Regions from separate parts of the Mus musculus genome. Here region 2 is linked to region 1. The links are chromatin contacts, called in public HiChIP or PLAC-seq maps. All regions are on one chromosome and are shown on one strand. The core of a region is the stretch at or near the end of the contact, and the rest is flanking DNA. Distances in the headings are between cores, read along the strand shown.

The links. HiChIP or PLAC-seq counts read pairs in DNA pulled down with a chosen protein or histone mark.
Region 2: an H3K4me3 HiChIP or PLAC-seq map of bone marrow-derived macrophages shows a contact between it and region 1, with 4 times the contacts expected there. The contact joins the promoter of Eaf1 here to the enhancer-like site in region 1. A contact is called at or near these places in 12 of 39 promoter capture datasets (the 3T3-L1 cell line, 3T3-L1-derived adipocytes, the C10 cell line and 9 more), 1 of 15 datasets of contacts at CTCF or cohesin (CD8 T cells), 6 of 484 Hi-C or Micro-C datasets (bone marrow-derived macrophages, embryonic fibroblasts, muscle stem cells and 2 more), 28 of 115 datasets of contacts at active chromatin or transcription factors (CD8 T cells, the HPC-7 cell line, the NIH/3T3 cell line and 20 more) and 4 of 9 other capture datasets (adipose tissue, liver, macrophages and 1 more).

What each region holds. Positions count from the first base shown.
Region 1 is chr14:31,374,783-31,381,703 of GRCm38.p6, reverse strand. It overlaps Sh3bp5 (SH3-domain binding protein 5 (BTK-associated)), which reads left to right. Exons shown (of 9, transcript NM_011894.3): 5 at 2,185-2,315; 6 at 3,384-3,426; 7 at 4,094-4,313; 8 at 5,840-6,100; 9 at 6,503-6,921. The coding sequence ends at 6,720. Among named protein-coding and RNA genes, the nearest start is that of Capn7, 42 kb to the right of the region's middle. Within about 2 kb of position 5,198, at least 11 of the 459 cell types and tissues checked have an H3K27ac peak or open chromatin away from gene starts, as enhancers often do. A contact at or near this core is called in bone marrow-derived macrophages, extraembryonic endoderm stem cells and microglia, where this site is marked.
Region 2 is chr14:31,493,442-31,500,725 of GRCm38.p6, reverse strand. Eaf1 (ELL associated factor 1) reads right to left here and starts at 5,647. Exons shown (of 6, transcript NM_028932.4): 1 at 5,355-5,647; 2 at 2,923-3,017; 3 at 470-606. The coding sequence starts at 5,457. Mettl6 (methyltransferase like 6) reads left to right here and starts at 5,686. Exons shown (of 6, transcript NM_025907.4): 1 at 5,686-5,824; 2 at 6,762-7,129. The coding sequence starts at 6,905.

The sequences.
Region 1 (6,921 bases), core at 3,949-6,448:
CTGGGCTGGGCACTCATCTCTGAGTATGGCAGAATATTGTTAGGGATCATTTCATTGACTTTTTTTCTGTCAGTAGAAACATACACTTCATACTAAGATAAAAGCATAATTATTATAAAGTATAAATTATTGCCATGGTAATGTTTTTTACCTGATTAAAGAGGAAATTACTGTTATACTAGCTCTGAATCTTTGGATTCTAAGTAATTGGATTTAGTCATTACTTAAAAAAAAAAGTCTGAGGGAGTCACTCCAAGTGACTCCATCTTAAGTCAAGCTGACAAAAATTAACCGGCACCATTGGCCCCTTGTCAGGTTGACATACTAACACATCACTTTTAAACCATGTTTCCAAGAATTCTTATTAATATCACAGTATAAAATACAGGCCAGAGTCAGGTATGTGGTACATACCTTTAATCCCAGCAGTCAGGAGGTAAGACAGTGGATCTCAGAATTTAAGGTCAGCCAGGGCTACATAGCTTACCCTCAAAAACAAAAATAAAAGAAAACCAATAAAATGCAGTCAAGGATTTCAAAGTCCAGCGGCAGGTTAGAGAGATGGCCCAGCGGCAGGTTAGAGAGGACCATAGGACCCAGGTTCTATTCTCAGCATCACCCAGCTTACAGCTGCCTATAACTCTAGTTCCAGGGAATCCATCGCCCTCCTCTGACTTCTGCAGGCTACAGGCACTCATGTGGTGCACAGACATACATGCAGATGAAACACTCAAATACATAAAATAAAAGTAATATATCTAAAAGATATTTTCAGGGTCCCATTGTCAAAACTTTCAGCATAGAGGTCCAAGATTGACTTTATTCTTGTAAAATAAAATAAAATAAACCCAACCAAACAAAAACAAGTTAAATACTTTATTCAAAAAGGGGTAGAGGAACAGTTGGGTCAAACCAAAGTCCCAACATCTAGGAGTATAAATCAGACTCTGTAGTTCAGTGCCCGGCATCTGGGACTGCTTCATAATCTGGATCCAAAAGGCAGGCCCCAGGCCCCTCCAGCTCTGCTATCCACAGCTCGTGCACAGCTTGTCTCATAGACTAGGTCAGAGGATGCCAATACCTGTGTGCTTCTTTACCCTCAAGTTTCACACACCATAGCCCTTTCTAAAGTCGTCCTGCAGGTCTCTAACAGCAGGACCAAGGACTATGGCCCACTGAGCCCCTCTGCCCCCGCCCCCTTAACAGAGACTGACCCCGTGACCTTGCCCAACCTCTCTGCTGTTCCTGATTCTGAAGCCCAGGGTGGCTGTAAGTAGAAGTCAGGGGAAGTAGTTGTTCATGTGGGCTCTCTCAGACCAGGCATTCATCCAGGGAAGACCAGCATGTCCCACATCTCTCCTTGGTGTGGGCCACTCAGGCCTCTTGCTGTTGTTTTATCAATAGGATTAGCACCCTATTCCCACCAGAACTCTACCTTTCTCTTAATGGTGGTGTTTTTCATACTTCAAACTCTAATATGAAAGCCAGGCGGTGGTGGCGCATGCCTTTAATCCCAGCACTCGGGAGGCAGAGGTAGGCAGATTTCTGAGTTCGAAGCCAGCCTGGTCTACAAAGTGAGTTCCAGGACAGCCAGGGCTATACAGAGAAACCCGATCTCGAGAAAACCAAAACCAAAACCAAAACCAACCCTCTAATATGAACAACTTTGTTTTAAATGTAAAGTCTGACCCTTATGCATGCTGGGCTTTTCTGTGCCTAGCTAATCTGAGGACTTTGGGGAAAGACTGCCCCGCTGGCTTTTCTGCTGTTGTGCCTAATTTTGATGCTTGTTTTAGTCTTGATGTTCTTTTAGTTAGGTAGCTCTTGGGCTTTTTGGCCATTTGCTTGTCCATCAGGCTGGCCCCAGGGCTCCCACAAGTTCTACATGCCTGAGCAGAAAAAAAGTAGGTATAGGTTGAATCTGAGTATTTCAAAATTTTCTCAAGATTTTTTTTTTTCTTCTATTTTCTTTCCCAGTCACTGTCATAGCCACCTTGGGTTTGTTATCTGACAGGCTTTTCCAGAACAGATCAGGAAGAAAGCAGATCCTATTTTATTGAAATTTAATCTGTCTTCCTATTGATTTACTCAGGGACTTCTTTTTTAAAATGAAATGAGTGTACACAGTATAAGTCAGGAGCTGTTCTGGGCCTGACCTGGCTTGTCTCTGCTGTTGTTTGGAAGGTCATGGAGGCCGAGCAGACCAAGACAAGGAGTGAGCTAGTACACAAGGAGACGGCAGCCAGGTACAACGCTGCCATGGGTCGCATGCGCCAGCTGGAGAAGAAACTCAAGCGAGCCATCAACAAGTCCAAGTAAGTCCGGCTCTTCTGCGGCTGCTCCTTTTATGTACTCCCACGGGGGACTGTCGAGCAAGTGCTTTTATGTAGGCCCTGGAGTTCCCTGCTCAGCGAGCTGTCCCCCAGTAGTAGTCTGCATCTGCTCTGCAGGTTGCTTTGTTTGGTGTGAGCACCTGGAGCCTTAACGTCCCTGGTGCCCTCTGTCCACTTCTCTCACACCATGCTCACTCATCACTAACAAGGTTAAGGAAACAGACTTTCTGTGGTCACATTCTGCCAACGTTTCCATGTTATTGTTTTGTTTGGTGACACTTGTCTGCCTACATACCACTCCTTGTCCCCATGGAATGACTTCAGGGCTCCAGGGGGCTCACTCTGTCTTCCTGTCGCTTTGATGACACTCTGCCCTGTTCTCCCTCTTTGGCATCCATGTTTACATCTTTCACCTGGACATCTCATACATCTACCACATATTCTGTACACCAGTGCTGGCCACTAAAGGGAGCTTATGCCCAAGCTTCAGATTTTCCTTACATAGCAGAGGGGTCCTGCAAGGTGTTGCCATTAGCAATTACAGACGCAGGACTTAGGAATTTGATGGAGGAGAAACAGCTCAGACACCAAAGCTGCTACAAAGTACCAGTTCTTCTGTCTGACCCAGAGTGCATGGCACTTATCATTTTCCTTGCCTGTAACCTAGTCTACTAGTTGTCTAGCCTAGTCTACTAGTTGTCTAGCCTTGGTTACTGTACAGGAGGGCTGATTTGAAGTTGAAGAAACAGCGGTCCTGCTAGGCCCAGCTGTCAGGGAGTGGCGTTGCTTTCTTCCATAGTTGGTCTCAGCAGAGGGAGTATTTTAAGCAGCCTGTTTCTCAGCCCCAGTAGGCCAAAGCAGCCACCCTACAGAGCAAAACAAGCCAGGGAATAAAGTTTCCAAAATCTTGAGACGGGCTTCCTTGGATTAGCCAACAGCTCTGCTGGTGGCCTATATGCTGAATGGCCTGACTAGCTGTAATGGATGGATCTAGAATTCATGAGATCATATTCTTACAGGGTTTTTTTTATTTTTTTCTGTCTTCTACAGGCCTTATTTTGAGCTAAAGGCAAAGTACTACGTGCAGCTTGAGGTATGTGTGACCTTGTATTTGTCACTAATATTTTGTTCCCCACCCCTCCTCAAATTCAAAATTCAACTTTAACGTGGTACTAGGCCTTAAATGTCCTGCTGTGAGGGGAGAATGGAGAAACATAGTTCTAGACTTCAGTTCTCAACATGGTCTTGGGTGTTGCGTGTTGTCCAGCGCTATCAGCATTTGCGCGCTCTCAACTGCTTGTTGTATTGTGCCAGCCTTTATTAGGTCTCAGTGTGAGTGCCCAAGACAAGCTGCCCTAAGAACATTCTGGTAGAGTACCCAGGCTCCCCACCCTATGTCAGAACCTATCTGCATTGTAAATGACCCTACAAGTGATTCAGATATGGGCCAGGAACTTCTATCAGGAACCAAGTGAGGAGGCTGCAGGACTTAATGTGTCTACCATTCCTCCCATGAGGGCTGCATTCTATTAGTGACCATCTGCATATTCTCGTCTGTCTTATGGCCTGGTGTGGAGATGAAAGAGATGCTCTTCACATTGAATGGGGAGCCATGAGTGAAAGTCACTGGATCCTTCTCTAGTCAATTATCTTGGGTGTGTCAAGAAGTTCTTTTGTGTTGTAATCATGTGTCACCCCCTCCATCAGTGGGGACATCCAGGGCCACGTTGGCTTACCAAGTCCCCCATCTTCCAATTCAGCAACTGAAGAAGACGGTGGATGACCTTCAGGCCAAGCTGGCCCTGGCAAAGGGCGAGTACAAGGCAGCCCTGAAGAGCCTGGAGAGGATCTCAGATGAGATACACGAGCGGCGGCGTTCCAATGCCATGGGGCCCCGGGGCTGTGGCGTGGGGGCAGAGGGCAGCATCGCCTCAGTGGAGAACCTGCCTGTAAGCAAACCTGAGCCTGACGCCATTTCTGGTAAGTCTGACCAGCAGGGATCAGTGTGTGTGATCTGCTTTCTTTGCCCATCACAGATGAATGTGAGCGCTGGGCAGCCTACAGGCTGTTTTGGTGGTTTCTCATGTATTGTGGGACGCTGTGCTCATTTGATTGCTACTGAGTATTAGCGTTCTGTGGTCCAGTAAGATTGGGAAATGTTCTACCTCTCCCCGTCTCAGGCAGTCTAAGTACACAGGAGAGCATTCAAGCCTTTAAGGAGTTCTGAGGAAAGGTGTAATAGGGACTTGGGATCCAGATTTGATTCAGTTCCCATTTCACCAATGATGGGGGACAGAGGGGCCTTGATGTGTTTGCTGTGTCAGCTGCATGAGGGTCTACTCTGCTACACAGGGTGCTGAGGAGATACCTGGCAGCTCTCCCTAGGGTCTGAGCACACGGGTCTCCTCTGCTCAGGGATATCCTGTGCAGAAATGATAGGATTGACCTAGCTTCCGTTAATCAAGAAAACTACTGACAAGAACACTACCTCATAGCTCTCCCTTTCCTGTGTGCTTAGGCTTCCTCCTCAGCAACTCTTTTTTTTTCTTTTCCTTATTACTATTATTTAAGAAAAATAATTTGTATCTTTCCCACATGAATCTATGTATACCACATAATTGCCTGCTATCAGAAGAGGACACTGGGTCTTGTGGAATTAGTTATTAGCTGCCATGTAAGTGCTGGAAATCAATCCTGGGTCCTCTAGAAGAGCATCTCTGGCCCCACCAAGTGTTAAAGGCCATCAACAAATGCTGAATTGCCAGTTTGAAGGGAAATGAAACTAAAATGTAACCAATGCCTATGTACTGAGTTACTTTACATATTACCTCATTAATCCTGTGCACAGAGCATCCCGAAGCTGGGCAGTCAAGTGACTTACAAGGCCACACAGTCAGCAGTGGCGTTAGGATATGAGTTCAGATCTGGACCCATTTCCTAGCACAGCACTTGTATCAATCCACTCTGGAACGCTAGGCCATGTTTAAACAGTCACAGGCACAATGGGAACTGGGAAGGATCTTAAAAGTGATAGTGCAGGCTGAAGAGGCTTTGAAAACAAGAATGGCCTGTCTCTGAGCCTCGGTTATTCTGTCCACAAACTCAGAGTCAGTTAGAGTACTGGAAAGGAGCACTGTACTTTGTAGCGTGTCTGTTGAGATCAGAAGTTATCAGACATCCCACCCCGGCCTGCCCCTCCTTCCAGCAGCTCTTGCTGCTTCCGTCTTCCTTCTGCCTAGTATAGGCTACATTACAAAGGGCTAGTCTGAATTTACCTTCCCCTTTCCTTCGGCGCTGGGGATGGAACTCAGGCCTTTGTATATGCTGGACAAGCCGCTTCCTTTCAAACTGTTCTGGAGGCTGGTCAGACAGGTTCAGGTGCGATGCAGGTCCTGCAGACTCCATGTTGTGTGAGCATGTCCAGCAGAGAGCATGTCTGCAGGCATTTAAGGGACTGGGCTACTACCTGGCAGATCCCATGTGATTGATGTCCTCTCTCATCACAGTGGCATCAGAAGCCTTTGAAGATGACAACTGCAGCAACTTGGTGTCTGAAGATGACTCGGAAACCCAGTCTGTGTCCAGCTTTAGTTCGGGACCGACGAGTCCGTCTGAAATGCCTGATCAGTTCCCTGCAGTGGCAAGGCCTGGCAGTCTGGATCTGCCTAGCCCTGTGTCCCTGTCAGAATTTGGGATGATGTTCCCAATACTGGGTCCTCGAAGTGAATGCAGTGGGGCCTCCTCCCCTGAATGTGAGGTTGAACGAGGTAGGTTGCAGCTCAACTTGTGCACTGTCCATACCTTTGCCAGGTCTCAGGGGCCCTGAGAACATACAGTGGGATGGATCACTCAGATTACTTTCAAGGGCACTTCTACAGTCCTGGCCAACTTCAACCAAGCAGAACTTAGGTCCCATGTCTCCCCTAAGAACAATCCTCTCGGCAAGTTCCTGTTGGAGAGGTTCGCTTCCTAGCTACAAAATGACAATGGTACATCTCATCTCTAAAGAACAGATTAGTGAGTGCATGTAGTGTGCCACCCAGTGCTGGAGAACCTCTGAGATGTATGGTGGACAGCAGGAATGGCAGAGGGCTCAGGTGGCCGATGCTGGTGCCTATGGAACTCTTGAAACTGACCACCCCCATTTGGCAATCTTTGTATCTCTGCAGGAGACAGAGCAGAAGGGGCCGAGAATAAAATGAGTGACAAAGCCAACAACAACCGTGTTCTCGGCAGCACCAACGGTGGCAGTGGCAGGAGCAGGAGCCAAAGCAGCACGTCCCTTGAGAGCCAGGCCTTGGAAACCCGGATGAAGCAGCTCTCCCTACAGTGCTCAAAAGGAAGAGATGGAATTATTGCTGACATAAAAATGGTGCAGATTGGCTGATCCACCCAAGGGCTATGGCCTATGTGCAGATCATATTTATACATGAAATTCAAGAACATTGTGCCAATAATCATTTAACATAAGCCAAATAGTATGCATTTACTCTAAACTGCACTAACCAAGTTTCAGTGACCTTGAGGGCTAAACATTTTCCCTCTGGTAAGAGCTCTTGGGCTGGTGTGCTTTTCAGAGCAGAGCCAT
Region 2 (7,284 bases), core at 4,398-6,897, 120 kb before region 1:
TCATTTTGATAGTATAGGCACATCAAATATATCCTAATTTACAAGCAGTAATTTAATAAGGTCATGCAATTATTATTTTGTATTTTTCAGTCTATACATATAAACTGAATCCCCTACTTGATAGTATAAGAGCAGTTATGAGTCTGACAAAATTGGCTCAATTATAAATACCCTGTTCTCCCCAAAGGCTTCATGTTTTAGCTTTCAAAAGCATTATTTCTTTTTACTGTATTTGAAAAAAATGTACATTTTATTATTGATGTATCTGAGACAGGAGTGGCTAATATTACTGATTGAACACTAATGAGCAAGGAGATGTTCACACTCTTATAAAACTGGACTGAATGCCATAAAGATTTCGAAACACTTAAGGCTATTCTTTAGGAGAACGGGCACCTGCCAGCACAGGAGACCCCGGTTTCAATCCCTACAGTACAAGAGGAAGGGAGAACGCGGAGGTTGGCCATACCTTGTCTTCTTGACCTGAATGCTGCTGCTCAGCTTCTCCAGCACATACTCTCCAGTGTCGTGGTTAATAATGAGCACACAGTCTTTCTGATAGGGCCGCTTGTTCCCTTTGAACACCGTCATTGGCGGCGTGGACCCCTGTTTGCCACAAAAGTATAAGATAAATACACCAATTACGAACGGTCCCCTAATCCATCATCAGACCTGCGCAGAAGGGGCAGATGACTGATCTCTGTCTGACTCCCCCAGCTTTCCAGGCAAAAGAAAGGAGCAGTTATAGTAAGCACCTGGTTTTAGGGATTCAAGAAATAGAACATAAAAACTTTAAGCTACTAGGCAACTCTTTACTAATGTGGGCAAATAGTTCAAAGAACAGCAATGCCCAAACTGAGGACAATTCACCTTGCCCTACACTACACAGAGCTATTACTAACTGGTTAGAGGAGGGAGTGATCTTTGTATTTCTTTGTAATGGAAGAGCCCAGGGCTTCCCCTTCATGCAAATAACCCAGGCAGCTTTCTCCAAGGGTGGCCAGCCCTTCAGCTGAGTGAGTGGAGCCCATGTTACTTAGCCATCACCCCAAGCCTTTCAATGGCTCCCATGCTGCTCGCAAGGCAAAGGATAATGAATTTAAGGCAGGGCCTGACCCCACCACCCATCTCTGGGCTCTGAGGTCTTTAGGAAGTAAGAGGCTCTTTTTCCTGCTTCAGGGCTGAAACTGGCCTTCTGCCTGCTATATTTTGACACTATGTAAATTACTCGATCTTCTGTTAAGTTCAAATAACTCTTCTCTGGTTTTCCACAAGTGTTTATTTTGGTTTGGTTTTGAAACAGGGTCTCACGTAGCCCATGCTAGCCTTATACTCTCAACCACCTTGCTTCCACCTCTCAAAGGCTAGGATTACAGGAAAGCATCGTATCCAGCAGCTACTATATATTCCTATATTTAAATTCCAGACCCTAAGCTGCACAACATCAGGAAATGTACTCATTTGGTTTAAAGTTAATTCTTAGAGCCCACTAATGGGCTCCTACACTGGACACTGATTTAATATTTGTTAAATATAAGATTTAACTTGTTGTTCAGAATTTATAGAAGCACAAAACAAAACAACAGCAAACTAAATTGCTTGGCTCTTCAGCCCCTTAACTGCACAGTAGAAACTTAAGTCTGAAGGGTGCATAGGGACCATGTACCTAACCCCTTCATTTTTCACTTGGGAAACTCAGGTCCAATGGGAGATGATGTAATCTTCCATGGGCAACATGTAATGAAACAGGAGTTCAGATGAAAAGGCTGTTCCCTCTGCTCCAGGGCTTCCAGGTTTGCTGCAGTCTGCACTCTGTCACCAGTTACAGAACTTGCTGTGTCTGAGGACAGAGCCGTGACACGTACTAAGGAGCTTTTCTAGTCTAACTGTTTTCTGTTTATTTCTTCTGTGTGTGTGTGCATGTACACGTGTTTTCTCGTGTTTTCTGTGTGTGGGCAGAAATAGGTACAGGTGCATGTGTGTATCTACATGCACCTAAAAGCCCAAAGCTGACATCAGGCTCCCTCCTCAATCACTCTCCACTTTTCTTTTTTGAGGCAGGTTCTTTTGCTCAATCCAACTAAGTCTAGCTAGACAGCTTGCCCAGGGGATACCATGTCCTTATCTGTGACTGTGGGCTCACAGCAGCTGCCATGTCTGCCATGGTTTTTACATGGGTTCTGAGGCACCCAAACTCCAGTCCTCCTGCTTGAGTACTTCATTTCCTCAAGCCATCTCCCCAGCCCAAGGTGTCGTGAACGCAAACACAGGTCTCCCTTCTGTTTTCCTTTGGCTGAACTGGGAATTGACCCTAAGACCTCATGCGTGCAAGGCAAGACCTCTATCACTGAGCTACCACCCCAGACTCACAGTGCTGCCCTGAAGAGAGCCTTACAGTACAAAGTCTTTTCTTCCAAGTCTTTGGTGCAGCTTTTAACTGAGTTCTTCACCCCTAAATTAGCTGAGTGTTCCAAACTTTGGTTCCTGCCTAGGACCATCAGCCTGCACCGGATCCCTTACTAAATATAGAGATGTCACTCTGGCTCCTGGCCTGCCTTCTGGCTGTTCTATGTTCAGGAGCTGCTATTGCTATGCAGGGCACATAGGGCCCTTTTCTCCAGAACTGCTTGGGATAAGTGTTATATATGTCTAGCAAAGGGGCCACTGTCTAGACGGAACCTTGCCTACTATACTATATATTGGACAGAGATGGGGAGTAAAGACTAGAGACAAAGAACTACCTAAACCAAGTCCCAAGACGCATGAGTAAGAACCCATCTGACTCCTAAATTCCTTTTTTACTTACGTTAGCTCTCTAAACATTTAAAATAAATAAATAAATAAATAAATAAATAGAAGGAAATTTGAACTGTAAATAAAACACAAGGTCGTTACATTAGATCAACATTGGAAACAACTTACAGGGATGTGTGGCAGCGTAATGGTGACTTCATCTCCTTTGCCAACCTGGAGTTCTCCTTCACAGGAAGTGTCTATTGATGCTGGCTTAAAATCGTCTAAAAGGAAACAATGGATATTTCCCACTGGGTGGCTGAAAATGAAGACTTCTTGGGCATTTTAATTTCAGATTAAATAAAAGCAGTTGAGAATGCCTTTATGTGCCTGTATATGCACAGGTACATGTGTACAAATATCTGCAGGTACCTATGGAAGACAGCTTTAGATAATCTCTTAAGTACTATTTGTCTTGGTTTTTTTGACCAGGGTCTCTCATTAGCCTGGAACTCACTGAACAGGCAAGGCCAGCTGGCCGGTGGGTCCCCAGTAATCCTTCTGTCTCAATATTTCTGGCACTGAGATAGGAACTGTTTATCCTGTGGCTCCTTTATGTGGATTCCAACCCGGATATTCATATTTTCATATCAAGTACTTCACAGACTGAACCAACTCCCCAGCCCTCTCATTTACAATTCTAAAAGACTTTGTCATAGAAAACTTCATATGCTTCATTCACGGTAATAATGAGCCCCAAATGCTCTCACCCAATAGTTATCAACTCAGAAACACCTCTATATACGCTGCCTTCAACTATACCATCATTTAGTACAGGGAGCTGAAACTTATATACTCTCTGAAACTTACACTCTCTTATGTTAATGTAAGACAATCCCTTCTTCCAAGTGTCAGGCACACAATTAACATCTCACCATCCATAATAAGGTAATACCAGAACTGTGTATATAAAAACTGTGTGTATAAAAGCAACACAGCAAACATTCTTTTTTTGGGGGGGGGGGGAGGAGGGTTCGAGACAGGGATTTCTCTGTATAGCCCTGGCTGTCCTGGAACTCATAGACCAGGCTGACCTCGAACTTAGAAATCTGCCTGCCTCTGCCTCCCAAGTGCTGGGATGGCGTGCAACACCTCTGCCTGCTTTCAGCAGACATTCTTAACTATAAATCCTACATAAGACACAGCAGGCCACATGAGGTTGGCCTCTTTTTGCACAGAAATGTTCTAAAATAGAACATGCCACATTCAAGTTCTCATTTTGGTGGGGGAAAAAAGTCTGGCTATGTTCAGAAGCAGACTGGCGAACTCCAGAAATTACCCTGCTTATTCTTGCAAATTACACTTACACAATAGGAACAGCCATTTTACTTCGCACCTGACTCAAACTGCAGGCCAGGAGCACATGTGCAGAATTGCACTTAAACTTACACTGCTCTTCTGTGGAGGAACAAATTAGTCAACTGGGAAATGACAATCTTATCGTTTCCCCAGTACTGTCTCTCTGCAACAGCTGAGTCTGCTGTGGGTGCAAAGCACAGATGCAGCTATGTGACAAGAGGCCACACAGAGATGGGACTTTAATATCTAACACACCCCCCTGCCTGTGTGTTGAGTCACATCGATTAGCTCCCATGACAAAGCAGGTCTTAACCCACACTAACGCTACCGGAAACCCGACGCCTGTGATTCACAGGGATGTGCTTGGTTTGGTCAGCCATGTCCTGACTCAGGACACACAGTGGCAATACCCCTTTCAGAGTCTATAATCACGTAGGAAAGGGCCCAACATAATGACTCTTTCCACATTCCTTATGCTGCCTTCTTCATTTTCCAAACATAGATCAGGCTTTAATTTATGCCAGATGCACAAACTCTAATTTTATTCTTCACCCACAAGTGAGTTGGCCCAGAAGTTAAGGTGAAGTAGGTGACATTAATCTAGCTAGGTATGGTGGATCAGGTCCATATTTTCAGCACCACAGAAGCTGAGGTAGGAGGACTGCAGCATGTTCAGCGCTGGCCTGAATTATATAGTAATTTCTAGGCCAGCATCACTAGTAAGACTGTCTCGAACAGCAACAACAACAAAATCAGTGTCATAAGCAGAGAGGAAGAAGAAACCTTATGGGTGGCACGAAGAATGCAGGTTCCCTGGCTGTGGAGGAGACCAAGAGCAAGGGGAAAGGAGCAAGGGAAGGAATGAAGTAAACGACACTCGTAGCAAACGGAAGACTTTTCCAGGGCAAGAGCCCTGATGGAAGAATTCGACAAAGAGAACGGGGACACAAGGGAGGAGAAATGGGCATCGCTACTAAAGGAGAAAAGTTTGGCTTAAGGGCTGGGAAGGGGAATTTGAAATAAAGGGGCTATGACTTTCTGAAGTGGTATTTGAGACTGTAAAGTAAAAGAATAGTTGGCAGCAATCAGAGGTTTGGTTTGGGAGAAGAGATTTCAAAGTAAAAGAGCAGATCGAAGTTCCAGAGGCTAAGGGATGAGAGGTAAGGAAAGCGACGCTTTCGAGCCGGGATTAGCCAGGGGAGTCTGGGCTTGCACGTGGCGGCCAGGGAGCCCCAAGTGAACCTGGAGGGGCGCTCACTCACAGCGAATCGTGTGGAAGGAGGCCCGCGGCCGCTTCTCGAAGCTTTCCCCTAGCCGCAGACAGTGTTCCTCCCGGTCCAGCAGCGGGTTCGCCGTGCCGTTCATGGCCTTGCACTTGCCCGGCACCCGGATTGGAGCTCTCCTCGCGCGGCCGCAGTCCCCCCGGATCCCCGCGCAAGCGGCCCGCAGGACCGCGCTCCCGGGACACCGCTCCGGAGCGCGCACTGAACCAAGTCCGCGCCCACCCGGGGCCGGAAACCAATCTACTCCGCGTCTCGAGAGACTCTGCGGAAGTAAGGCCGCTGCACTTCCGGCATTGGGGAGGGACTTCCGTCTCCCCAACGGAAATAGCGGGGGCAGTGCCATGGAGAGAGAGTTCTCCGGGACTGCTGCAGCCCACAGTTTTCTGGTCTAAGGAGGAGCCCAGGTCAGCTAGAAGATTCTGCTGCCGACGCCTGGGCTTGACTGACGGGTGAGTGCGCCCTGACCTGTTCTTTGCTGGGGACCCTGGGAGCTCAGAGCGTGGGGAACTGAGTGGACGCGAGTTTGAATGTAGGTATGAGTGTCCCTGGACATGCCCGAGACCCTAGCGGCCTGCTTTATCCGAGGGTTCAGAGAGCGATGACGGTTCTCGGGACCTCAGTCACCCTTCCCCCTACTTCGCTCCATGGTTGCGATGAGAGGATTTCAGTTCTCCTGGCCGACGACGCTTCCTTCAGTTTATGGGTACGATCAGAAACCCCGGCCTCTCCGGATCAGCTCCGTCACCTCCTTAGCCCCCCCGCGATCCCGTGTCTGTTAGGCAATCGTCTACCCGCTTTCGGTTAGGGCGGTTGTTGCCGTTGTTTTGAAGTCACGTTTCCCACGGGCACTGAACGTTGATGAGAATTTTTTTTTCTCACATTTTCTCAGTCAACTCGTGGATGCGTCCCTTTGCCCTAAGTAAACCTATTTCTTGTAGTACTTGGCTCATCTGATTTGAATTGGGAGTCCGGTCCGTGAGAGTTCTGGTCTCTGAGTGTAGTAAGCTCTATGCAGTAGAGACTGTCTTGGTCTTTATGACCTCTCCAGACCCCGGCAGGGTGTTGGGCAGAGTCAGCATCTCGGGAGTGTTAAGTGAATTGACCCCGGAGCCTTAAAGAGCCCTCCGGGAACCTCTCCCCGAGTCTTGGACTCGTTTAGAATCCAAGCTCTAGAAATAATAAAGAACGATCTAGCTTGATGAGGCCCTGGTCACCCGAGTTGGGAGGATGAGGCAAGAGGAAGTACATTCAAGGGACAGGCTGGGCTTCAGGGACAGCCCCTGGCTCAGATGAACAGGATGGGGAGAGAAGCAGGCAGGTTGTTAGAGAATCACTAGTCAGAATCAATCAGTCAACCCCCTCCCCCCCTTTCTCTTTCCTAAGTAGCATCGTATCCTGTTGGAGCTGGAAAGTCACCTGGGGAAACTGCATCAGAGAAACTCCAGTGTCTACAATCTCAGCATCGTTTGTTCAGATGGTTGAAGAACAGAGGACCTATAGCAGCATTGAATGTGTTTCCGGCAACTACAATGGCTTCTTTCCAAAGGAAAGGACTGCAAGCAAGGATTCTTAGCACTGAAGAAGAGGAGAAACTGAAAAGAGACCAAGCTTTGGTGTCTGCTTTTAAACAGCAAAAACTGGAAAAAGAGGCTCAGAAGAACTGGGACCTTTTTTATAAAAGAAACAGTACCAATTTTTTCAAGGACAGACACTGGACCACCAGAGAGTTTGAGGAGTTGAGATCATGTAGGGAGGTAGGCTGGGGTTTCTCCTGGCTCGAGCCATCTTCATTTATGATGCCTAGAAGAGAGGTCCTTTGTTACATGTAGAGAGTGCTCCCAGATGGCACCCTTAGGTGCCGTTTCTCAGGAGCTGTCTTGTTTTTTGAAACAGGGTCTCTCAGTAGACT